2 separate regions of the Sus scrofa genome follow, and region 2 is linked to region 1. The links are chromatin contacts, called in public HiChIP or PLAC-seq maps. All regions are on one chromosome and are shown on one strand. Each heading gives the region's core, a stretch centred on a gene start, on an enhancer-like site or on the middle of the called end of the contact. The rest is flanking DNA. Distances are from core to core; before and after follow the strand shown.

The links. HiChIP or PLAC-seq counts read pairs in DNA pulled down with a chosen protein or histone mark.
Region 2: a contact with region 1 is called in an H3K27ac HiChIP or PLAC-seq map of alveolar macrophages. The contact joins the promoter of IPP here to the enhancer-like site in region 1. A contact is called at or near these places in 5 of 47 Hi-C or Micro-C datasets (embryonic fibroblasts, liver, mesenchymal stem cells and 2 more) and 1 of 2 datasets of contacts at active chromatin or transcription factors (alveolar macrophages).

The regions. Positions count from the first base shown.
Region 1 is chr6:165,511,721-165,518,345 of Sscrofa11.1, reverse strand. MAST2 (microtubule-associated serine/threonine-protein kinase 2) reads left to right here. Exons shown (of 34, transcript XM_021096724.1): 4 at 4,181-4,212. Among named protein-coding and RNA genes, the nearest start is that of MAST2, 100 kb to the left of the region's middle. Within about 2 kb of position 3,930, at least 33 of the 83 cell types and tissues checked have an H3K27ac peak or open chromatin away from gene starts, as enhancers often do. A contact at or near this core is called in alveolar macrophages, embryonic fibroblasts, liver and 2 more, where this site is marked.
Region 2 is chr6:165,668,868-165,676,129 of Sscrofa11.1, reverse strand. It overlaps IPP (actin-binding protein IPP), which reads right to left and starts at 5,077. Exons shown (of 9, transcript XM_021096725.1): 1 at 4,900-5,077; 2 at 1,155-1,485. The coding sequence starts at 1,446.

The DNA.
Region 1 (6,625 bases), core at 2,681-5,180:
CCTGTAAGTCTTTTAGATGAAAATAAGTGACAGCATTAATGTTTCTATGTGTTAGAGATATTTTTCTTTTCTTTCCTTTTTTTGTTTTTCTTTTCTTTTGGTTTATTTTTGGCTGTGCCTATGGCCTGTAGAAATTCCCAGGCCAGGGATCCAACCTGTGCCACCACAGCAGCCTGAGCCACTGCAGTGACGACGTGGGATCCTTAACCCACTACACTACAAGGGAACTCCAGAGATGTATTTCTTTTATGTAAAAACAGATACTATAAAGGAGAATGATAAATTTGATTATATTAAAATTAAATTCTTTGTTGACTCCATTCAAAAAAGTAAAAAGACTGAGAGAACATTTTCAGTGAATATAATCTACAAATAATTAGTATCTAGGATATATCAGGTAACTGCCTTTAATTCAATAAGAAAAAAGTTGGGAAACCTAATAGAATAGGCCGGGGATCTACCCTGAGCCCTCTGCACCAGTGGGTTCCCCAGCCATGGCTGTGGAGGGCTGCTACGCTGGAGCACACCATTTCACCGAAGGGACTTGAACACCTGCAGATTTCGGTATCTGCTGGGGGTACTGGAGCCAGTTCCCCACGGATACTGCGGGAGTACTGTGAACAGGCGGTTCACGGTGGAGGAAACGCTATTGGCCAATAAATACATGAAACATTTTTAACCTCACTAGTAATTATGGGAAGTACCAATTGAAACCATACTGTGATACGATCACAGTCATTGGGTCGGCAAAAATTAAACAGTCTTAACAAATACCAGGTATTGGAGAGTGTGTGAAATTGTTGAACAAATATTTTGGAGCGTCTACTACCTGCCAGTCACTGTTCTAAGTCATTGAGATGCATTAGCAAAACAGACTAAGATCCCTGTACGCATGGAGCTTAGATTCTAGTGGAGGAAGACAAAAAAATAAGCGATAACCATAATAAACGAGTAAATTACGTAGTACGTTGGAAGCGGTAAGTGTATTGAAAGTGTATTGGTTATAAATAAGAGTAAAGCGGAGGAAGGGGGATGGGGTGGAAGATAAGTTGTAATATTATCTAGAGCCGTCAGGGTAGTGGGCTTCATCAAGAACTCAGGTGAAAATTGAGCCAAGCGATGTCATGGCTGTAGGGAGTTAGCCAAGGAGCTGTGTCTGGGAGAGGGCGTCATAGGCAGAGGGCACAGATTAGCACAAGGATTTAAGGCTGAGTAAGTTTAAGGCTGACTGAAGTGTTTGGCGAGCAAGAGTCCTGTGTGGCTGGATTGGAGTTCCTGTCGTGGCTCAGTGGTTAACGAACCCGACTCGCATCCATGAGGATTCGGGGTTGATCCCTGGCCTCGCTCAGTGGGTTAAGGATCTGGTGTTGCCCTGACTGTGGTGTAGGTCGCAGACACAGCTTGGATCTGGCCTTGCTGTGACTGTGGCGTAGGCTGACAGCTGCAGCACTGATTTGACCCCTAGCCTGGGAACCTCATATGCCATGGGTACGGCCCTTTAAAAAAAAAAAAAAAAGAGCGCTGTGTGGCTGGATTAGAGTCTGCAAGGGGCAGAGAGGAGGTCAGAGAGATACTGGGAGGGGGAATGGGTCACCCATCTAGGTATTTATGTTGACTTTGACATTTATTCTTTTTTTTTTTTTTTTCCGCCCTGCTTTTTAGGGCTACGAATGAAAGTTCCTGGGCTAGAGATTGAATCAGAGCTTCGGGCGCTGGCAGGGATCCGAGCTGCATCTGTGACCTACACCGTAGCTGACAGCAGTGCCACTCAGTGGGAGCCTTAACTCACTGAGTGAGGCCAGGGATTGAACGGCATCTTCATGGGTACTAGTTAGGTTTGTGACCCACTGAGCCACAGCTGAAACTCCTGAATTTTATTCTTGAATGAAAGGGGGATTCAGTCCAGGATTTTGAGCCAGGAGTGTTGTGATCTAACTGATGTTTGAAAGGATCACTCTGGGAGTTCCTGTTGTGGCTCAGCAGTACCAAATCCCACTGGTGTCCGTGCAGACGCAGGTTCGGTCCCTGGCCCTGCTCAGTGGCTTAAGGATCTGGCGTAGCATTGGGCAGTGATGTAGGTTGCAGATGAGGCTCGGATCTGGTGTTGCTGTGGCTGTGGTGTAGACTGGCACCTGCCTGCAGCTTGGATTTGACCCCTCACCTGGGAGCCTCCATATGCTTGGGTTTGGCCCTAAAAAAATGGATCACTGTAAGGAGTTCTCATTGTAGCTCAGTGGGAACAACCAGACTAGGAACCATGAGGATGCAGGTTTGATCCCTGGCCCTGCTCAGTGGGTTGAGGATCCTGAATTGCCGTGAGCCTCATTGCTTTAGGTCACAGACGCAGCTCAGATCCCGAGTGGTTATGGTTGTGGTGTAGGCTGGCAGCTGTAGCTCCAATTTGACCCATAGCCTGGGAGCTTCAATATGCTGCAAGTGCAGCCCTAATTAAAAGGAGCTGTTTTGTTGAGAATAGACCACAGAGGGATAAGGATAGAGGAGGAGGGGGTTGGCAGAGCCTCCTTGCCTGCCCGCTTGCATCCCTCACAATTGTCCTCTCCTAATAAATCTATTTCATGCCTAAAAAAAAAAAAAAAAAAAAAAAAAAAGAGGAGGGGTTCACCAGTTGTGAGACCTTTGGGAGGCTGACATCAGGGTGGCTTAGATTGCAGTAGCAAAACCCAAGAAGTTTTTCTGTTACTCATTTAGCACTAAAACGTGATCTAATTCGAACTCTTCTGTTGACAAAACTGAACTGAGACTCTTCACAGTTTTTATAACATTTATTGTGCCTGTCATACATTTTACTGGAGAAATTTTAATGTGTTTGATGTATTTTGTTGGTGAACCAGTATTTGCTGAGGGTGTTATATAAAATATATATATATATATATATACACACACACATATACTGTTTCTTTAATTACCCCCCCATTCTAATTTCTAAAACATACCTAAATCCAGGGTTTTTGTTTAAGAAATTGTAAGCATTTTTGTCTTTGGAGATATTGAAAAATGATTGTATTCTGGCTGTATTTTCTTTCTTTTCTTTTCTTTTTCTTTTTGTCTTTTTGTCTTTTTAGGGCTGCACTCACGACATATGGAGGTTCCCAGACTAGGGGTCGAATCGGAGTTGTGGCCGCCAGCCTACACTACAATCACAGCAACACAGGATCCGGGCTGTGTCTGTGACCTACACCACAGCTCATGGCAATGCCGGATCCTTAACCCACTGAGTGAGGCCGGGGATTGAACCAGCAACCTCATGGTTCCTGGTCGGATTTGCTTCTGCTGTGCCACAACAGGAACTCCTCCTTTTTTTTTTTTTTTTTTTTTCCTTTTTTTTTTTTTTAAATAATGGCTGCACCCTCAGCATAGGAAAGTTCGCAGGCCAGGGATTGAATCTGAGCTGTGGCTGCGACCTACACCATAGCTGCAGCAATGGTGGATCCTTTAACCCACTGTGCCAATCCAGGGATTGAACCTCTGCCTCCATAGTGACCCAAGCTGCTACAGTTGAATTCTTAACACTGTGGCACAGTGGAAACTGCCTACAATATTTTCTTTTTTTTGTCTTTTTAGGGCAGTATCCGACCTACACCACAGCTCACAACAATGCTGGGTTCATTAACCACTGAGCCACGAAGGGAACTCCCAATATTTTCTAATTAAAGAAAATATTCTACAAGTTCCGTTGTGGCTTAGCAGGTTAAGGATCAGGCTTGATCACTGCTGTGGCTCAGGTTAACAGCTATGGCACAGATTCAGTCCCTAGCCTGAGAACTTCTGCATGCCACAGGCGTGGCCAGAAAAACCAGAAGTAAAAACATTCGCTTTCATTCCTTTCACATCCCTCACTCTGATGATATAAATCCTTTACAGCCGATGGCTGGTCCAGTGAGTGCCTGGCACCCACACTGGCGAGCTGCTTCCATCTAGTGGGTAAAATGCTGCAAGTCTCCTGGGAGACGTTGCTTTCTGGGAAGGAAGAATGAGATGACGGCTGACCAGACTGTTTATTTCCCTAAAATTTAAAAGACAGGGAGACATTATTTAGAAATATTTGACCTTTGCCATTTTTAAGACATTGCTGTAAATCTCCTCGGACGTGTAGGGCGGACCCGTAGACTCAGATGTAACCTTCTTTCTCCCTAACTTGCGTTTGTGTTTTGTTTTGCAGAAGGAGCTGAGCCTTCCGAGAAGAGGCAGCTTGTAAGTAGCCGGCGATCGCGATCTCCTGCTGAGGAGTCCCTCCTGGGCTGGGCTCGGAGGGAGGAATTCCGCTCGGGCGGGTTTCTTCCCCAAGGCGTCTCGTCTGCGCCCGTGGCCGGCGCTCTCACCGGGCCATCTCCTCCCCTCGCCTTCCTCACTCTCCACCCCCGTCCTCTTTTCTGTGTCACTTTTTGCATTTGGGGGATAGCGGACATTTAAGTACCCGTCACAGTCTTATGTGTATGTTTTTTGGAGTTTACTGAGTTTTCTGAGAAAGCTGAAATTAAAACTCAGCGACTTCATCTGTCTTATGGGAGAAGTGAGAGGCCACCTTTTCTGACACCTGGGGGCAAGGGCAGAAACTAAATTGGGGTTCATGGTTAGAACAGTGCTGTCTTTCACTTGTTCTTTTCTGGCTTCAGGGCTAGGGAGATTCGTGAATAATCATTGTCCCTGGATTTTGATTTCTTAAATTTTCTTAGCCTGCTTTTTCTCTAAGAATTCCTAATGGGGCAGTAATTTGGATCATTAGAATCATCTGGAATACTTATTATGCAGATTAATATACACATTTAAATAGTAATAAACAGTTCACGTGCAGATTCCAAACTTATTTAAATTAGAATCACCATGTTGGGGCCCCAAAACCTTTATTTTTTTACATTTGCACCCACACTTACCATGATTTGCTAAGAAGCCAAATTTGGGGTAACACTAAGGAAATAGGGCTATGATAAAACAGTGGCTTTGAAAAATTTCTTTGCAGAAAGGCATGATACATAATTACGGAGGAGGACACAACAGTATTCATATTTGTTGATTAGGTGTACTTTATACACACATTATATATGTTTAAAAATGTGTGGAACACGTAATTCTTTCTGTTCCTGTCATTATGGGATTTTGTTCTGTAAAAATGCTCTAGTGATTAAGTAGGACTGTCCTCTAAAGAGTCTCGTCAGGTCATTTTGGCTGTTTTATGAAAGCTCACTGTGATTTGATATTAAACTAGAGTTACCAGTCAGAAACATCTTAGGGTTCAGTCTTGGCAGTGTCACTTAAATAGCTTGCAACATAGATGAATCACTTCATTTCGTCAGTTGCCTCATCTATAAAATGAGTATCGGAGTTCCTGTCATGGCTCAGTGGTTAACTAATCCAACTGGGAACCATGAGGTTGCATGTTCGATCCCTGGCCTTGCTCAGTGGGTTAAGGATCCGGCGCTGCCGTGAGCTGTGGTGTAGGCTGAAGACGCGGCTCGGATCCCGGATCCCGAGTTGCTGTGGTGTAGGCCAGCAGCTCCAGTTCTGATTAGACCCCTAGCTTGGAAACCTCCATATGCCGAGGGAGCGGCCCCAGAAAAGCCAAAAGGCTGGGGAAAAAAAAAAAAAAGATCATGGTACCACCTGATTTTTTTTTTCTTAGAGCTATTAGAAGAATCACTTAGCATATGCAATAGTGCTTCAGTTTTTAGTTTTATTCTAAGGTGTATTAGTTTCAGAATTCTTGTAAATACATGAGTTTAAGAGTGGATGTATTGTCTTAGTTGAGAGCCGCAGTTCTGTCTTCAAGTTCATTTCTAGCAGAGGATCTCAGTGGCCTTGTACACACTGGGCAGGGGCACCTCGGGGACTCTTAGTGGAGGGAGGCACTGAGTAGGTGTAACGAGTCAAAAGGGAGCGGCTTTTCAGCACAGTGTTCAGCAAACACTTGTATACGGTCACTCTCATGTTATTTCTGGCATTTTCTCCTTTGGTTCCCTGTATTTGGAAGTTGTCTGAGATTTGCCTTTGCAAAAGACTAGGTGACATGAATTAAGGCACAAGGAAGGCGGCTTCTTCCAGGAAGGTGTGTGTCTCTAAATGAACAGAGTTTGCTGAGAAGGAAGGATATCCTGTGAACATGATTTTTATTTGAAACCAGAGGAACTGGGGGATCAATTTAGTTTTAAACTAGAGGAATTTCTTGATTCTTTTAGTGGTATCTAAAGTTAGGGCTGGGGAGTTCCCATAGTGGCTCAGTGGTAATAAACCTGACTAGTATCCATGAGGATGCAGGTTTGATCCCTGGCCTCATTCAGTGGGTTAAGGATCCGGTGCTGCCATGAGCTGTGGTGTAGATTGCAGATGTGGCTCGGATCCCACGTTGCTGTGACTGTGGCATAGGCCAACAGCTACAGCTCTTTTTCGATCCCTAACCTGGGAACTTTGATATGCTGCTGGTGAGACCCTAAAAAATAGCAAAAAAAATAAAATAAAATAAAAAAATAGGAGTTCCCATTGTGGCGCAGTGGTTAACAAATCCAAGTGGGAACCATGATGTTTCGGGTTCCATCCCTGGCCTCGCTCAGTGGGTTAAGGATCCAGCGTTGCCATGAGCTGTGGTGTAGGTTGCAGACGTGGCTTGGATCCC
Region 2 (7,262 bases), core at 3,828-6,327, 160 kb before region 1:
CACACACACACACAAAACCTGTGAGATCTAAAACTTGGAGTTCCCATTGTGGCTCAGTGGTTAACGAATCTGACTAGGAACCATGAGGGTGCGGGTTTGATCCCTGGCCTCGCTCAGTGGGTTAAGGATCCGGTGTTGCCATGAGCTGTGGTGTAGGTCGCAGATGTGGCTCAGATCCTGAGTTGCTGTGGTTCTGGTATAGGCTGGCAGCTACATCTCCAATTAGACCCCTAGCCTGGGAACCTCCAAATGCCACAGGAGCAGCTTTAGAAAAGACAAAAATTTTAAAAAATTAAGAAAAATAAAACTTATTCCAGTATATATACATGTACCATAATTTATTTAACCACATAACCTACTGCGGGACAATTAGACTGTACTGAATTATATACTACTAAAAATAATGTTAGATGGGAGTTCCCGTCGTGGCGCAGTGGTTAACGAATCTGACTAGGAACCATGAGGTTGCGGGTTCGGTCCCTGCCCTTGCTCAGTGGGTTAACGATCCGGCGTTGCCGTGAGCTGTGGTGTAGGTTGCAGACACGGCTCGGATCCTGCGTTGCTGTGGCTCTGGCGCAGGCTGGTGGCTATAGCTCCGATTCGACCCCTAGCCTGGGAACCTCCATATGCCGCGGGAGCGGCCCAAAGAAATAGCAAAAAGACAAAAAAAAAAAAAAAGTTACAATAAACATAAGAATTTGTCTGCATCACTAATTAATTCCTTAGGAATACTGGGTCGGAAGATACAAACTCTTTATTTATTCTTTATTTTTTTGTCTTTTGTCTTTTTAGGGCTGCACCTGTGGCATAGGGAGGTTCCCAGGCTAGGGGTCAAATCAGATCTAGAGCTGCCAGCCTGTGCCATAACCACAGCAACGCCAGATCCAAGCTGCTTCTGTGACCTACACCACAGCTCACGGGAACACCAGATCCTTAACCCATTGATCGAGGCCAGGGATCAAACCCACGTCCTCACGGATACTAGTCGGGTTCATTAACCACTGAGCCACAAAGGGAACTCCAGATATGAACTTTTTGAAGGCTCTTGATAACACGCTGACAAAATACTATCCATATAAGTTAGACCAATTTATATTCCCATAGCAATATGAGTGATTCCATGATTCTTCAGAGCTAAAGCTCACTTAACATACCTGTGTAAATAAAATCTAGAAGTACTTGAAAGATTCCAGCTTCAATTCCTAGAATCTGTACAACATCCTTTGAGGACTCTTTCATTCCTCCAGTGAACAAAGCTGCAAAGTAAGGACTACTGGCAGCCAAAACCAGCCGATGAACGTTAAAAGTTTCCTTCCCAACTTGCAGCTGCACATCACAGAAATGCTGTCCATTCCTCATTTTGTTCATCTGGGCCAAGATGAGCTGAGCATGTTTATCTGATGAAAAAGGACTATCGCCAGCCTTGGCACATCCCTCGCTAGCCATGATGATGACAGTTCAATTAAAAGGATTGTTGCCCATAATCTGAAAAAAAAAAAAATAGAGACCAAGCAACGTATTTTTGCATTTCATATGTCTTCTATTCATACACATATGAAACATCCCCTATCCTCAAGGAGTTTATAGTCTATTTAGGGACACAAAACACACATGAAACAAATAAGGACTAAGTCCTGTGGTACTATTCCTAATAGGGTTTCAGAGAAGGGAATAAGCAATGGGACCTAAAATAACTAGATGATACTTCACAGCAGAAATGGGATCTGAACTGGATACTGAGTGACAACGTATTAAGGTATGAGGAGAGGGTATAAACCCTTTTGAAGGCAGTAAATAAAATAAGGAAAGGCACAAAGGCAGAAAGACATTTTTATACACTATGGTAAGGAAGCATGTGGCAGCTGAAATGAACTTTCAGAAAGCAATTGTGGGGGTTCCTGCTGTGACTCAACAGGATCAGCAGCATTTGAGGAGTGCTGGGATGCAGGTTCGATCCCTGGCCCAGCACAGTGGTTTAAGGAAATGGGGTTGCGTAGCTGTGGCTCAGATTGCAACTACAGCTCAGATCAGATCAGATCCCTGGCCCGGGAACTCCATATGCCACAAGGCAGCCAAAAAAAAAAGCAATTGCGGGAGTTCCCTGGTGGCTCAGCAAGGTACAGATCTTGGTGTTGTCACTGCTATGGGTCAAGTCACTGCTGTGGCATGGACTGGATCCCTGGCCCCGGGAACTTCCGCATGCCACAGGTGCTGCCAAAAATAAATAAAAGCGATTGTGATCAGACCAAAAGTCTGCTTGGAAACCTTCAATTTATGGAGCTCCTGTTGTGGCATAGCGGAAACAAATCCGACTAGGAACCATGAGGTTGTAGGTTCAGTCCCTGGCCTCGATCAGTGGGTTAAGGATCCGGCGTTGCTGTGAGCTGTGGTGTAGGTCACAGATGAGGCTTGGATCCGGCGTGGCTGTGGCTGTGGGGAAGGCTGGCAGCTGTAGCTCCGATTGGACCCCTAGCCTGGGAACTACCATATGCCTCAGGTGCTGTCCTAAAAATCAAAAAAAAAAAAAAAAAAAAAAAAGAAAAGAAATACTTCAATTTATGTACGTCTCCTAGCACACAAAGCCTATCAAGTTTCGACCTCTGTCGAGCTATCCAATCCCACCTCCTATAATCCTCTTTGAACTTAATACTCCAACAAAATCTAACAACACATACTGTTTTCACGTTTGTGAAATAAATGAGCACAAAGAAATAACCACAGCAGCTTAGGTTGTTTTCTAATTCTGATAGCTTTTCCACACATTATGCCAATTGTAATTCTCACAATAATTAAGAGGCTGGAAGACAAGATATTATTATTTGAAATGAGAGAAGGAACTTGAAGCTTAGTTTCCCAAGGACATAGTGTTAGGATAATGACAGCTCTAGTACTTGAACCCAGGTCTTCTTACTCTAAATCTTGGATTTTTTTCCCCACCATACAAGGTGCATAGGAATTATGGAGTCAGGTTATAGAGAAAGGGCGTTGAAACCCAAGCACAAAAATTTGGATGTAAACTTTTATAGGTTTAAAGAGAATAAACATGACAACAGTTCAGAACTGTTATTTGAGCCTTCAGGGGGATGACCTAAGAGGGAGCAAAGTCTTAGAAAACAGCCCTCCAGGAGTTCAGCGGAACTCAGTGCTAACGGACCTGACTAGGATCCATGAGGATTTGGGGTCGATCTCCGGTCTTGCTCAGTGGGTTAAGCATCCAGCTTTGTTGTGGCTGTGGTGTAGGCTGGCAGCTGCAGCTCTGATGCGACTCCTAACCTGGGAACTTCTACATGCCGCAGGTGTAGCCCTAAAAAGAGGACACCCCCCCCAAAAAAAAAAGAAAGAAAGGAAGAAAGAAAGAAGCCATGAGATCCAGTAATATAAAAGATATGGAGATGAAGCACAGGGGAAATAAATCTAAGGCATTTAGGCGTCAGGGAAAACTGATAATGACTTGACAGAAATGGTGTCTGATGTCAGAAAAAAGTGGTGCGGGAGTTCCCGTTGTGGTGCAGCAGAAACAAATCCGACTGGGAACCACGAGATTGCGGGTTCAATCCCTAGCCTCACTCAGTGGGTTAAGGATCTGGCGTTGCCATGAACTGTGGTGTAGTTCGCAGATGCGGCTTGGATCTGGCGTTGCTGTGGTTGTGGCACAGGATGGCAGCTGCAGCTCCGGTTAGACCCCTAGCTTGGGAATCTCCATATGCCGTGGGTGTGGCCCCCAAAACACAAAAGACAATAATAAATAATAATAAATCTAAAAAAGAGAAAAGTGGTTCCGTTTATAGCAGTCAATCACACTTATCAAAGTAAAAATAACTAAGCTGATTATCACTATTATCTAGGAATTAACCTGAGAAATTTGATTGAAAAGTTCCAACGGAGCAGCTAAAACTTCACATCAGTGCTATGTGACTGTCAACATATTACATTTAACTGGCATATAAAGGCAGTGTATTTGTCTCTACATAGAAATCTGACCTGTAGATATTATTAAACATGGCATGGCTGTTGTGCTTTTTTGTTTCAGATTTCTTCTTCCATCAGCAGATTTTGGACCCTAGTGGTTTGTTAATTACAAGGTACCTTCTCTGCCCCCAACTTCAAGGCATCAAGCACAGCCATTGTGCTAAAATGCTGCCTCTTGCTACCAAAAAACCTCCCAAAGTTACTGAATCCACTTTGGCAGTGACAGTAGAAAACTCTTAGTATGCTTCTTAGTAACTGCTGATACTACCCCACTGCCAGTGGGGTACTTCATTCCACAAGGCAGCAGGTGGTGAGTTTTTTTTCCTAAAAGGAAAGCACATAATTTGGGGACGTTGCACAGGGATGTGAGGTATGTGCCCCAAGAGATACGAACTTGAACGACAGATTAGGAAACGCCCAGAGGAAGAAAACAGGGACCTATGTTCAGTGGCCTCGAATTCACTACCAAGAGCACATGGAGGCTGCTTTATTCAGCACAGGGTGTCAGAAAGAATGTCAAGACGAGCCAGCGTCAAAACAAATGAGGCCTTTGTGCTTCACTTGGGGGCTGGACCCGGAGAGCTACTCCTAAGCTGCCGAGACACTAAAGGCAGATAAACATTCCGGCGCGACCTAAATCGCGGGGCAGGCGTCCGGGCCGCACCAGGTGACCGCGGACCAGCGGGAGCTCGGCCTCGGCTTCCCCGGTGGGGGCGGGGAGAGGAGATGCAGGCGCGGACGCGCGCAGACGACGCTACGGTTTGGGCGAAAACACGTCGATTATCCGGCACACCTGAACCGCCGGGGGGGGGAAGCCGGTTGCAGAGGCTCCTCGCACTCCGCTCCTCAAGGGTCCCCAGGGCCGGGGGGAGCCGAAGAGGAAAGTCCCCACCCCGCCAGAGACACCCCCGGGACGCGGGCCCTCCTTACCCGCCGCTTCCCCTTCCCGCCGGCGCCCGCGCAGGCTCGGCGCGCGCAGTCGCGACCAGCGCGCGCGCGGAGGGGGCGGGGCAGGCCGGCGGGGCGACGAGGCCGCGCACCCCGCGCAGGACCCGCCGCTGAACGCTGGGGCGAGGCGGGGCCGGCGACGGGGCCTCTCCGCCCGGCCGGCCGGCGCGTCTGCGCAGGCGCACTGCGCTTCCGCTCCTGGGGCGCCGCCGCTCCCGGGGCCGCGCGGCCGGGCGCGCGCCTCGTGCCTGCTCCCCGCCGAGGAGGCCCCGCGGCCGAGCCGGACGCGCGCCCCCCGAGGCTGGCCGGCCCGGCCTTTCGCCTCCGCCGACCCGCTCTGGAATTTCGTGGCGTCTCAGCAGCTAGCGAACGTCTGTGCTGGTGACACACAGGGACACACACGCACACACACACACGCACGCACGCACACACCCACGCACACCCAGTGGCCGGTCTGCCGCTCACACCCGCACACACCTACACACCCACACACACACACCTACACACCACCTACACACCCACACACACACCTACACACGCACCTACACACCCCCACACACCTACACACCCACCTACACACCCACGCACGCACACACCCAGTGGCCGGCCTGCCACTTCTCTGCTCCTTACCATTCACTGGGATGGTCCTCGGGGTCCCTGCCTGACTGGCCCCGCACTGTGAATGGAGGCCTCCTTGGACCAAATGGACAGCTCAAGCCGTGCGGTTGTTCAAACTGGAGAACCTCACAATATGGCACATTTAAAAACGGCGTTCAAGCTTTCTGACCCCAGCCCACAGGGACTAAAACATGCTGCATCAAACCCAATGCTACCACGTATGTACCCTGTAGATAATCCACATCTGAAGCAAAAATCTCGCCAAATTATGCCGGGGAGGGGAAGTAGTCCCCTCTACCCACCCTGAGTTCTTGCGGCTGGACTAGTAGTAACACTGACACAGGATAGGTTAACGGGAAAAAAGAAACAAAAGCTAGCTGTTCACAGAGAAGTCTCAGAGCAATGGGGCCTAAGAAGTGGGCAAAGCAGGCAGCTTTTATACTTTTTAGACGGAGAAACAATACATTTATGAGGAATTCACAGGACAAAGAAGTCAATCAGTGAAGCATCTGAACAGAGTTTGGGCTTGTCCTTGGGGTGCCCATTTCGCATGAGAGATTTAGTTCCTGCTTTCAGGAAGATAGAAAGGACAGTCGGAGTGTCCCTCTTGCCATCTCTTAAGTAACTTTCTTTTGGTCTTTTTTTTTTTAAGGGCTGCACCCACAGCATGTGAAGGTTCCCAGGCTAGGGGTCAAATCAGAGCTGTACTGCCGGCCTACACCACAGCCACAGCAATGCCAGATCTGAGGCGCCCCTTTGACCTACACCACGGCTCACGGCAACGCCCGATCCTTAACCCCCTGAGTGAGGGCGGGGATGGAACCTGCGTCTTCATGGATACTAGTCAGATTCGTTTCTGCTGAGCCACAACGCCTTAAGTAACTTTAATTCAAAATAATCAGTACACCACTGAGGCACATTTTGGGGCAGCCTACCCTGGGCCCCAAAACTATTTATACTCTCAGCACTGTTTCTATTCCTTCTTTTTTATTTCATTACCCCCCAATTCTAAAAGGGAACCATTGTCAAGAAAAGTTGTCAAAGACTTAGAAATGAGCAAAAGAGATTGCTTTTCAATGTAAGCCTGGGCATTGCCTAGGTGACACTGGAAGGATTTGAATCCATAGGGACCTCGGTTGCCGGAGGCCAGCTCTGGCGGCCAGGGTGTACACATCCCGATCGGAGATGGACGACGTCGGCAAAAGAACGGAGACAGCCTCTTTGTCCCTTCTTCCAGGGCGCTGGACTGCTCAGATTTTATTGGCGTAAGTGGTTGATTATATAGACAGCTTTTTCACTACAGATTACATCATAGTGTTAAAAGTACATTGGTTAACGATCAGGCTTTGTTTTTTGATCACATGGTACAGTAGCAATACATCAGGTTTTAAAATTTTCAGTTTAACTAAATCTAATGAGTACAATTCAAGGACAAACAGGTGCAGCATGTCATGTGGGAAAAAGGAGACTCAGCACAAACCGTCTCTTGGCCAGCCACTTTTCACAAGCTGAAGAGGTTACAGACACAAAAATCTGGCATTTGCAAATCTTGTTTTTAGACTAATGTATATCTTCAAGCATTATGGCAAGAAGACAGTATGAGAAAATAGAAATCAACTTAATTAGCTACCGCTTAGAAGCTTCTAAAATCAAGGACAAAACTCATAGCCGGGTTTCTGTTGATCCAGAATAATATATAACTTCTATGAACCTCATTAAAATCCTAA